Linked DNA regions of Mus musculus: region 2 is linked to region 1. Evidence: chromatin contacts called from public promoter capture Hi-C data. All regions are on one chromosome and are shown on one strand. The core of a region is the stretch at or near the end of the contact, and the rest is flanking DNA. Distances in the headings are between cores, read along the strand shown. Region 1 holds the start of Palmd (palmdelphin). Region 2 holds the start of 1700061I17Rik (RIKEN cDNA 1700061I17 gene).

What was found. Promoter capture Hi-C pulls out the DNA fragments that hold promoters and counts their contacts.
Region 2: a promoter capture Hi-C map of liver shows a contact between it and region 1. The contact joins the promoter of 1700061I17Rik here to the promoter of Palmd in region 1. A contact is called at or near these places in 7 of 39 promoter capture datasets (3T3-L1-derived adipocytes, Sertoli cells, embryonic stem cells and 3 more), 24 of 484 Hi-C or Micro-C datasets (the C2C12 cell line, the MC38 cell line, Sertoli cells and 13 more), 11 of 115 datasets of contacts at active chromatin or transcription factors (cardiomyocytes, embryonic stem cells, heart atrium and 6 more) and 3 of 9 other capture datasets (adipose tissue, liver and pancreatic islet).

Annotation. Positions count from the first base shown.
Region 1 is chr3:116,967,317-116,973,279 of GRCm38.p6, forward strand. Palmd (palmdelphin) reads right to left here and starts at 1,636. Exons shown (of 8, transcript NM_023245.3): 1 at 1,182-1,636. The coding sequence starts at 1,226. It overlaps Gm52613 (a long non-coding RNA gene), which reads left to right. Exons shown (of 2, transcript XR_003954544.1): 2 at 410-700. 4930455H04Rik (RIKEN cDNA 4930455H04 gene) reads left to right here and starts at 951. Exons shown (of 3, transcript NR_040596.1): 1 at 951-1,283; 2 at 2,887-2,960.
Region 2 is chr3:117,073,704-117,079,262 of GRCm38.p6, forward strand. 1700061I17Rik (RIKEN cDNA 1700061I17 gene) reads right to left here and starts at 4,062. Exons shown (of 9, transcript NR_038029.1): 1 at 3,690-4,062; 2 at 3,295-3,524. It also overlaps the pseudogene Gm17896.

The DNA.
Region 1 (5,963 bases), core at 386-2,885:
CGCTATATTCCCTTAGTGTGTGTGTGTGTGTGTGTGTGTGTGTGTGTGTGTGTGTATGCACAACAAAACCTAAATTAGGATTTGCTTAATTAATTGTGAGAATTTGAGGAGCAAAGAGTTGGATAACCTCCTATCTACCTTGATTTAGTGTCAGTTTTTCAGAAAGTAGTTACTTCTTTTTTGACGGTTAATTTCAGTGTCAGAAAATGTGACGCACAGGGGTGTGGATTTGCCAAGTTGCTTTTCCTTGCAAAAATGCTATCAAAAGTTACAGCTAATAACGATAGATGACCAGGTCAGGGACTTCCAGGTTATCGTCACATACAGCAGTTTGGAAGCAAATGAGAAAAAGAATGGTATCATTTAAGAAAAGTGACTCATTTCTTGCTTTGATTTTTTTTTTCCCCAGAACAAACATCAAGTGTACTACTTTTCTTCCCGGAATTAGGGAAATATTTTCCAAGTCCATCTTGTGCATGGCTCCTGTATTGAGACCTTATTCGGACTATGTCTGTCCTTCTGTACTGGAAAACTGATCTGCGAGAATTACTCTGATGCGTGCCTTCGCTACTTTTCTTCTGTTTTAATACTTCGCATATATATATATGCATACATACATACACCAAGCTTTGCTTTAATTCAGTTAGGTTTGTCTGGAATATACTTTGACACATGAATAAAAATGTTTCCGATTTTCTTCCTTTTGATCTACCTCTTTAAAAAAAAACTTTTGGGGGTTCTATTCATTGCTTTGAAAAGTTTTCCAGTTAGGCATCTATAAGAACATTTGTCCGATAGAAGGAATTTGAAGAAAAAACCCTAAACTTCAGATATCCACAGAAGGTGAGGAGAGTTTACAAACTATTTATAAAAACAAGCAAACAAGCAAACAACCCTTGATTATCGTTTAGAATGCAAACACCATCTGTAAATTCCAGAACCATTTCCCTGGATCTCAGGTTCTGAAGCCCCAGTGTCATGGAGGGTCACAAGGGTTAAGAGAAGCAGACCAGAGTCCACGAAGGCTTAGTTCTGTTTCTCTACTTGGAAGGCCTGGGAGACAAGGACAGCTAGCAACGTCGCCTGTGCCGGTGCCGGTGCCGGTGCCGGTGCCGGTGCCGGTGCCGGTGCCGTTTGTCTAAGCAACCACCTTACTGACTTAAAACTCTATGTAGACTTACAGTGATGGCCTGGAGTCTTCCCTTCACCAGCTCAGCTTCTTCCATTCTAGAAGTCAAGGACAGGCAGACGCTGAAGGAAGTCCAAAGCTACCATAAATCAAGGTGCGTCCTTGGAGAGGGGAGCTGGAGATGACAGAAGAGACACGGAGAGAAATCCGCTCTTTGCAGCAGGGAGAGAGGAAGAGAATTCCGAACTGTCAGGAGCGGAGCGGCTCAGAGCCCATGCACAGATGAGGCCAGACAGACACATGTAATGAGGGTGCACTGGGGAGGCAGACGCTGAGGCTGCTGGCACGAGTTGACTGACAAGTTTGAACGGCAGCCGCACAAGCCCTTTTCCTTCAGGGGCTGCCAGCTCTTTGTTGTGCTGTGCACGGTTAGCGAGACACATTTTCTTATTAACTGTTCCTTACCCAAGTCATTATTTTCCAGGAGTGGCGCAGGGAGCTGCCGTGCTGAGTGTCGGGGTCCGGGCAGCCCAGGTTTTCCTGTGAGCCTGTGTGTGTTTAAAGTTATCTCGCTTAGTTTATCTCGGGGGGGGGGGGGGGATGAGAGAGAGAGAGAGAGAGAGAGAGAGAGAGAGAGAGAGAGAGAGAGAGAGAGAGAGAAGTGCTAAGTCACTTGTTTGTTATCTCCCTCTGCTTGGCTTTAGGTAATGGTGATGGCTCCTTTAGTAACCGAAGAACCCTTAGAGTAGAATATTTGCATCAAGCTCAGCTCCCCTCTCAAAGTCCCACCGCAGGCAGCCTTCTGACAGAGACCTTAGACTCTTAGGTCTTGGAAAGCAAAACAAAACAAAACAAAACAAAAAAACCCAAAGGTGTTAACGTGATGATTGATGTTGGATATCTGGGGACTGCAGCACCTTTTTTGGACCCCATTCAAAAAAAACAAAAAACAAAAAACAAAAAACAAAACAAAACAAAACAAAAAAACAAACCCCGACAATCTTCAATTTCAGGAAGGTGCCCATTTTGACAGCCTGAAGTTATGCAAGAGCAAGGAGCGAGCCTGTGAAAGTGTGCCCTGGGTGGACAGTCCCTGCCCTTTAAGGAAGGCAGTGAACCCCGGGGAAACTCAGGTCAGAGCAGAGCCCAGGAAGCTTTGCAATGGACTTTGTTTTCTTTTTCCCACCTATTCTTTAAGTGCATGTTGATGTGGTGAGCCCCAATTACCATCCACCACATTATTATGTGTTTGGATCAGCCCTTTAATATCACCATTCAGGCAGGGAGGTTAAATAGACAAGGCTGACACTGAACACACTGGCGTACATTTCTTTGTGCTTTTGATATTTGTTATAGTAGTAGCTAATATTTGTCCATAGACAAATGCATCTCATCTTATTTATCTTAGGGGTGTTGAGAGATAGGTGCTATTATTCCTATTTTAAAATGAGGCAACAGGCTCAGGGAGATCATTTGCCACATGGCTAATAAGTAGCAAAGCCAGGATGGGGATGTCAGCTGTCTGACTTTGTAAAGCCATTCATCAAGCAATGCCCAAGGGCACTGGGCAAAGAGAGACACGGGCTGAAGGTTAAATCAATCTTCATGCGGGAGCTGGACCAAGCCTCCTCCTCTGCCAAACTCCCGGAGATGCTTATAGACGGATAGGAAAACTCTAGGTAGAACCTTGTGTTATTCTATTCTGCAGAAACGTATAGACCTTAGATTGCTTCATACTTTTATTTGGATCTCCCCAGCCACAGAGGCCACACCCTGAGCCAGTCACCGGAAGAACAAGATTATCGCTTTCAAGAATCTGAAATCACAAAGGGTTAGTATTTAGAATATAGAAAGAACATCAAAACTTAGGCACCAAAGAAATAAGGTTGTCCATTGATAAATGGACCAATGATCTAAACCAAAGAAACACAATTCAAAGGAAGAAATTGGCCAGCGGGTATCTGAAAAGGTGGTCAACATCTCTTGCCATCAGGGAAATTCAAATCACTGGAGTGAGCTGGTTACTATCAAGAAAATGGAGAAATGGCAACAAATCTAGGAAAGATGTGGGGAAGAGGAAACACCTGATACTGGTGGTGGGATTGTGAACTGGTGTGGCCATAGGAGAAATCAAATGGGGAGGTTTGTTACAAAAAAATAGAATTACCATATGATCCAGCCGTTCTGCTCCTGGAGATACACCTGAAGGATGCCAGATCCCACTCTTAGGACACTTGTCTATCCATGCTTAATGCAGTTCTTTTCATAGTAGCGAGAACATGGAATCAGTTTCCATGTCTGTCAACAGATCAATGGATAAACAAAATGTGGCATTTTATTCAGTTGTGGATAACTGAATAACAAAGTTAGGAAATCTGCAGGAAAATAAGTGGAACTAGAAAACATTGTTTCATGCAAAGTAACCCAGGCTCAGAAAGACAAATACTGTATATTCTCTCTCATATGGGAACTGTGGCCTCTAACTGTTAAATATGTGTAAATACAGATGGGCGTCAGCAAGGATAAGCATGAGGAAAATAGGAAGGGCTCTGTCTCAGTTACTGCTCTGCTGCTGAGAAGAGACACCAAGGCCAAAGCAACTTATACAAGATTTATTGGGGGCTTGCTCATAGTTTCAGAGGGTGAATTCATGACTATCATGGCAGGGAGCACGACTGCAGGCAGCCATGGCACTAGAGGAGTAGCTGAGAGCCTACATCTTATTCACAGGCTCTAGGTAATTAGAATAAGACGGAGGCTGAGGTGGGCTTTTGAAACCATAAAGTCCTCCCGCTTCACCCCTCCCAAGTGATACACCTCCTTCAACAAGGCCACACCTCCTAAACCTTCTAAAAACAGACCACCAATTTCAGACCAAGCATTCAAATATATGAGCCTATGGAGGCCATTCTTACTCAAACCACAGCTCCTATATGGCGCAGGGAAGAAGGTGAGTGGAACGGGAGAGTGCCAGAGAAGAAAGGGCACTGCAAAGACGGGGTGTCAGAGAGATGGGGAGAGGGAATGGGGAGGTGGGGAACAATCAAAAGGAATTACATTTGAAGACCTTGTATGGAAATATATTACTTGGTAAGCTAATATTAAAAAATTAAAATAAAAAAAGAGTCTGGGAGCTGGAGAGATGGCTCAGCAGTTAAGAGCACTGACTGTTCTTCCAGAGGTCCTGAGTTCAATTTCCAATAACCACATGGTGACTCATGACCATCTGTAATGGGATCGACCCCCCCTCTTCTGGTGTGTCTGAAGATAGCAACAGTGTACTCACATATATAAAAATAAATAAATATTTAACAACAACAAAGAACAAGTATTGCTCTTCCAGAAGACCTGAGTTTGATTCCCAGCACCCATGACAGGGGCACACATTACCTGTCACTGAAAACCCAGGAGAGCGGACATCACAGGCCTCTCTGCAGGTATCTGCACTCATGTGCACACTCACATACCCCACCATACATGTGATTAAAAACATATTTGACAAAGAGTCAGAAATCATACTTGAGAAAAGTTATGTTTTGTTTTTCCATTCTCAAGAGACATTTAGGAGTAGAGAATAAGAGATCGAATTAATTAGGAAGGGATCAAATTTGATTATTGCTGGACAGATGTTTAAACAAACAATAACAAACAAAACAACAACAACAAACCATCAAATCTTCAAAGCTTTTGATTTTGTTTATCTGCAGACCCTGACTGATGTTAAGGACAAGAAAGCAGACAAGTATCTCAGTCAGAATTCGGCATTTACTTGCCAAAATTAATGGGCAGTCATCCAATTAATAATCTGGATCTCTTCCTACAATCAATTTATCTCCCAGATCTCATTCCTGCAAAGGTTTTTCTATGGGGGCTGGGGGCTGGAGGGAGGGAAACAAGAGGAATTCAGGAGGAAGCTGAGAGATATTGTGTTTATTCATTCACATAATTGACATTGTTAAAACTGATAATATTTTTGAAGTTCACTCAGTCTTTCATCCTGACTTTGTTTATCGAGTGGTCATCTTGTACTACTGTGCTAGCTAGGTGTTTGAGATTCTTAAGCAAACCAAATTCTTCCTCTCTAGAAATTTATATTCTAGTAAGCAATAAAAACACCAAATATAATATGCAATATATAAGGGGATTGTATTATTCTGGATTCTCTGAGACTCAAATGCCAAGAAAGGGTACATGGACAAGACTTTATTATGAGAAATGAGTATATGAGAGGAGGCTGGGAACCAAGCAGAAAAGGCTGGAGCTGGAACAGTTTGGGAATCTGAGTGGAAGGGAGAGGGAAAGTTGTATGGGAGCAGCTGACTCTGCAGGGCGGGCTAAGGAACATTGGCCATGGCACTTGAGAGTGCTAGAGCCAAAGTTAACTATCAGGGTGGTCCTGGGTCTTTCAGGAATGAGCTCGTGTTAGTGTTTCTGCCATCGTCAATGCCTGTCTGGGAGTAGCCTTGGGAAACACGGCTTAGATGCAAACCCAGAGAGCAGTAAATGAGACTCTTGCTCAGTCATGTTTCTGTACTCAATGTCCACGAAATAGTGATACTGCTGTAGAGAAAAGAGGGTGGAAGAGAATGAAGACTTCAGTTTAGAACTGAGTGGTTATGATAGCTTAGATAAGAGGGGAGCATTTGAATAAGACCTTAAAGGGAAGTGGGAGTGAGTCATGAAGGCACCAAGTACAAGAATATATCAAGTAAAGTCCATGCAAAGACCCTATAGCTAGCATGAAATAGCATCAGTCATTAGAGGTGGGCACCAGGTGAAGGGTAATGACAGGAGATGTAGTTGGGAACATGATATTTCTCAAACTACATAGTAC
Region 2 (5,559 bases), core at 2,812-5,311, 110 kb after region 1:
GCATTCCTAAGTTCAGACCTATCAACACCTAGAAATAGAGAGCTCGTGAGTTTTATTGTCTTCATATCAACGTGTCTTCTTTTATTTCCCAAATGAAGCCACATCAGCTTTCCACACCAAGGGTGAACGTTAAGAGTCTCATTTCCTTCCTATTAGGGAATGGTCTATTATGAAAAAAATAATCTTCAAGAAATTAGTGTCTCTGTCTCTGTCTCTCTCTCTCTCATGATAACAGATCTTCATAGTTTCAGGGTTTAATGCTAAGACTTGGATGGAGTTGTCACTAGCCACCAGTCGCTCTGTCTTTTTTTCATTCCTTTGTTTAGTCGACTGTACAGTGCACTCCAAGTGGGAAGCTGATTTTTTTAAATGTTTAGTACTTGCTTCAGAATCCCAGGCCACCTGATGTATTTATTCTCTATCCACAAACCTCGGCTTCTTCTCCAAGACCTAATGCACATCTGATATTCAAAGAAAATGCATCGGGGCATCCTGGCTGATGCTGTCCATGGCATGCTTTTTATAGAAGTGTGTGTTAGATGGAGGGGTCTTCTCTATTATTTTTTCTGGCTGCGTCTCTATTTTCTCAGTGTGTGTCCCCAAACAGGAACTAGTTAAGTGTTGAAAGTGGGCCACTAGTACATATGTCTTTGGGTTGTAGAACAAAATGTTTGGAAATATGTACTTGAAAGACTTGAAGCTGATCAATGCTGCTCCTGGATGAGCTCAACTTACTGGGAAGGTTTATCATGTGGTTCCAGACCTGTGAACATGTGTGTAGAATATTGTGCCTTCTTTGTCCATGACTCTGGGCTGTTCAGCCTCATATGGGTGGTAATGAGGCAAATGACTTTTGAGGGAAGTGAACATCTTTGTCAAGTACCTACCTGTAAAAGTCCTAATAGCATGGCTTTGTTTGGGATCCCACTTTCTTTCTAGAAGGTTCCCAGTGAGAAATGTCTCCCATGTTGAGTTATGAGAGTACTTTTCTCTTGGATCTGAGCCTTGAAGGCCCTTCAGCAGCAACCTGTAGTCATTAACTCCAATATTCACAAGAATGTCTTTTTACTATTTTCTCTATCTTTCTGATTTTCTACAGGATTCTAAAACATTTTCTTCATTCTACGCAGAGGTACCCTCCTGTCAGCTTGTGTCCTAGAGCTGGTTCCATTTCCATCCAGTCTAAAGGAGAAAATGGAGGTCAGCTGCCTCACCAAGTGCTGTTGACTCATTTGAATGACATCATGGACAGCTAAAACAAACAGACAAACAACAAACAAACCGAAACCCACCACCACTACCAAAAACAAACAAGCAAACAAATGAAAACCAGGCTCAGAGTATGCTTGGCGTTACCTCAGCATTTCCTACTGGACCTCTCCTCACACCCACAGGCCCTGAGGCCATCAGTCACTACTTTAGTCATTTCTCAATTGCTGGGAAGAGGTACCATGACCAAAGTAATTCATAAAAAATGTTTATTCAGGCTTATAATTTCATAAGATTAGGATTCATAATCATCATTTCAAGAAACACCGTAGTGGACAGAGAAGCATGGTGCTGGAGCAGTAGGTAAGAACATATTTCTGATCCACAAGCAGGAGCCAGGAGGCAGAGAGGGACGAGCTGGGAATGATGTGGGCTTTTAAAATCTCAAATCCAACTCCAGTGACCCACCCTCTCTAACAAGGCCACACCTCCTAATCCTTCCCAAACAAGTCTACCAACTGGGAAGAAACCCTTCACATATATGAGCCTATGGGAGCCATTGTCATTGAAACCACCACAAACACGCTTCTTACAGGGTCTGTCTCAATGAATGGTGTTTTATACACCATCTTGAACTTTGTAAATATTTAAATTTCTGCAGCATTTGAAGTGCACAAATATAACTTATCATTCCTTATGAGTTTTATGTCTGCAAATAGAAGGTTTGAAGTGAAAGAGAATGCATAACAGAGTTCTTCCTGAAGCACTAGGAAGGACGGCACATAAAGCAGAAACATGGACGTTAGTCTGAGAGGCTGTCCTCATCAGTGTTCAAGAGTCATGTGTAAAGGTAACATGTAACAGTAATTTTTATTTATTGAACTTTTTCTACATTCAAGGCACTGTTTGGTTAAGTGCTTAACGTAGACTTCTCTGTTTGGTAAAAAGGGACAATGAATAAGTGAAGGTAAAAATTTGTGTTGAAAATGTTGTTTAGTAATCTCAGCATGTTTTAATATCAGTGTTCAATTCTTATTTGTGGTAATTCATTTTTATGACATAATTATCTCTTACATTGTAACAAACTAGAACCTTTGCTGGACCTCATAGCCAGAGTGTCAGCGTATCTGAGTCTGTGTTTCTGTCTTTAACAAATGGCTTTATGTTCTTGTTGTCCATGTGTCAGCTGGGGGAGAAATATAATACTTTACAGAAATTCATCTTGAAGTCACTAAGAGTGCTGACCTACTGTGTACTCAGCCTAATTTGTTTTTAAGAGAACAACAATGCAGTGATCAATCTTACTTGCCGTGGGTTTCCCAGGTAATCAACTTTAACCACCTAAGCTAAGGCATGACTATAATTTTAAATTATGTATTATTCTAAGCTGTGACCCTAATGCACATATATTTGCAAAAGTGCAACCATAATCATTTGTTGGAAACAGAAAATAGGCTGGAAATGGCTTTATGCAATGAAAAGCCACTATGAATGTTGAAAGCAGTATTTGGATATTATTTAATAGTTTGATTGTTATCTAGGTAAGTTGGAGTCAGCCACTTAATATCTTGAAAATTCTGTTAAAGATTTCCCTAACATGTCTCCCAGTCCTTTCCCTTCCTCCCATGCTGGTCAATAAAAGAGAGAACAAAGCCCTTTGTTAGGGAGACACAGAGAGATATACAGGGACAGATACAGATTCACAAGAAAGCCTTCAGGTAGACACAGTTTCAGACTCAATACAACAGACAAACAAGGTCATTCAGACTCAATTCAACAGACAAGGTCACACTGACATACTCTAAATGATGAACTTAATGAAGGAGATAAACAGAGAAAGACAAAAGGACAGACAGTAGATCAGACTGAAACACACTAGTTGTGATATTCAAACCTCTGTGGAAAAACATGACTCATGACATGTGATGTAAATATGACTCATGACATATAACCCAAACACAACCTTGTATTGTTTCCTTCAGCCCCCTTTCAGACACCAGATGAAAGCAATCTATCTCCTGCTTTAGTCAGAACTTGGGTGAGTGCCATAGTTTTCTCGTTCACACTTAGGCTAGCATATCTTACCTTGTCTTTCAAGAAATAAGCTGGGTTCCAGAGAATAGAGCAACACTGCCAAGTACAATATGTTCATCCCAGCCGAGCTTGGGTCAGTGCTAGATGCATCCCTGTTCTCAGTACTGGTCTCTTTGAAGCTGGCAGCCATGGGCGATGGTCATAGTTGCCTTCCACCTTCACTGCTGTGTTCTCCCCAAACACTAATTTTCTCATCCAAGCTTCTGGCCTTCTTTCTGATGCTTTTGAGATTTGGAAAGGATGAAAGAAGAAGATACAAAAAACATAAATGGACTGGTGCTGAACTCATTCCCATATGTCTATGTTATTACATAGACATTTTTAATTTTTGTGGAAATTTCTCAAATCTTTTGAGAATCTTATTTCTGGAGATTATATTAATTAACCTCGTCAGACTTATCTTCATGTTTCTCAGCCACTTGTGACTTCCAACTTCAGTCCTCAGGAGTCAGATGTCAGGTAGGTCTTCCTCACAGAGTACAACTTGATCTCTTGCCAGCTCTTTCTACTAAGGAAATCTATATATGATGTGTCTGACACAGATACATGACGTGCCAGACATATACAAGCATTGTGTGAAGGCCAATCTTCCTTGTCAACTTGATTGCATTTAGAATCACCTATGAAACATGCCTTTAGCATGTCTGAGAGAGTGTTTCCAGAGAGGTCTAACTGAAGAGGTGGCATTCTTCCATTGGGTGGAGTCCTGGACTAAGTTAAAAAGGAGGAGCTGAGCTGAGCCTGGGCACTGCGTTCTCTGCTGCCTAACTGTGAGCCCAATGAAACCAACCACCTCACAGCTTTGTCATAATGCCTCCTGTGCCATGATTGACAACATTATTTCTTACACCATGAGCTATAGCAAGCCTCTTTAAGCCCTCTTTAAGTTGATTTTGTCAGGCATTTTTTTTTCCTTAACAGAAACACAAAAAATACCTAATGCATCTTGTCTCATCGACCCATTATTTAATTATTATTTAATTCCAAATAAGACCAACTTGAGTAGGAGCCTTCCAAGGACTGCTTTAGTTAGCCCGGATTTCAATGTTTCATGCCCATTTGAAGAAACACCGAGTTCTTCAAATGCTTAAGTCTGTCATGATACCAGAGAGATGGTCCTCTGACATGGATAAACGGGGAGACACCCAAAGCATAGCATTCACCAGAGATATTTCTTCTCAAGATCATTTTCATTTTTCCCCTCACTGTTTCTCTTTTTATATTTTCAAAGTGAGCAAAACATATTAGGAAGATAATTCTGCACTTCTTAGTAGGGACACATTCTGCATTTGGCAATCTGTCTCGTGCACTTTGGCATCTGATATTGAATGGACATTCTGCTGCCTCAGCAGACATCAAGGATAAATCCCTTTCATCTCATTGGCAGACGGCTTTGCAGTTTCAATTAGCAGGACAAAGAAATCAATAGTAATCAAATAACTCTAATGACTGTTAATTGTAGTAACAGCACCCAGTACAACTCTGGTTATACTTTGCTTCCCAGCTTTATTGGGTTAATAAAAATATGATTTATTATGTGTGATGTGTGAAAGTACTCAGTCAATATTTTGTTTTCAAGAACTGTAAAGAAATCACTTTTTTTTTTTTTACGGTGGTATGTACAGCCATATCTTAATGTTCCTTTCTTCCTTTTGTATTTTCAAGCAGTTTTGGCTTTGATTTTCTTTTAGGCCCAATAGTCTGATTTATTTTGTGTATGCATTCCTTTTCTTTATTGGGGTATCTCACACTGGGTATTTCTCTATCTTGTTTGCTATAGAATAGGGCTTGGTAGAGGCTTATACTCCTTGCCCATACAATTTTCATCAAATCATCAAGTAAATGTTGAAAACATACCATAAGGCACCTATTAAGTGAGCACCAGGAATACAAAGCTTAAAGAGACAGTTTTCAAGTATTACTACCATAACAGATGTAAATGGGAGACATTAAATGCTTAATGAGGATTAGAATCCTTAAAATAACCCTTTGAGTAAATGTGTTTCTATTTTTCTTTCCATTTGGGAATGAAAAATATTAAACTTAAGACAATTAAATAAATTGCCTGGAATCCCACAGGAGTAAGATGGAACTACACTCTAGGTCCTGCTCTGTCTTTATCTGCTGAATTCTGCCTAATAACTTGTGTAGGTTCTGTCTGCTTCTAAGGTAGAGTCAGGAAGTTTGCAGTGAGTCTGGAAGTGGGCTTTTCATGGTAGCAATAGTGCCCCCCAAAACATTGAGATATAGTATTAT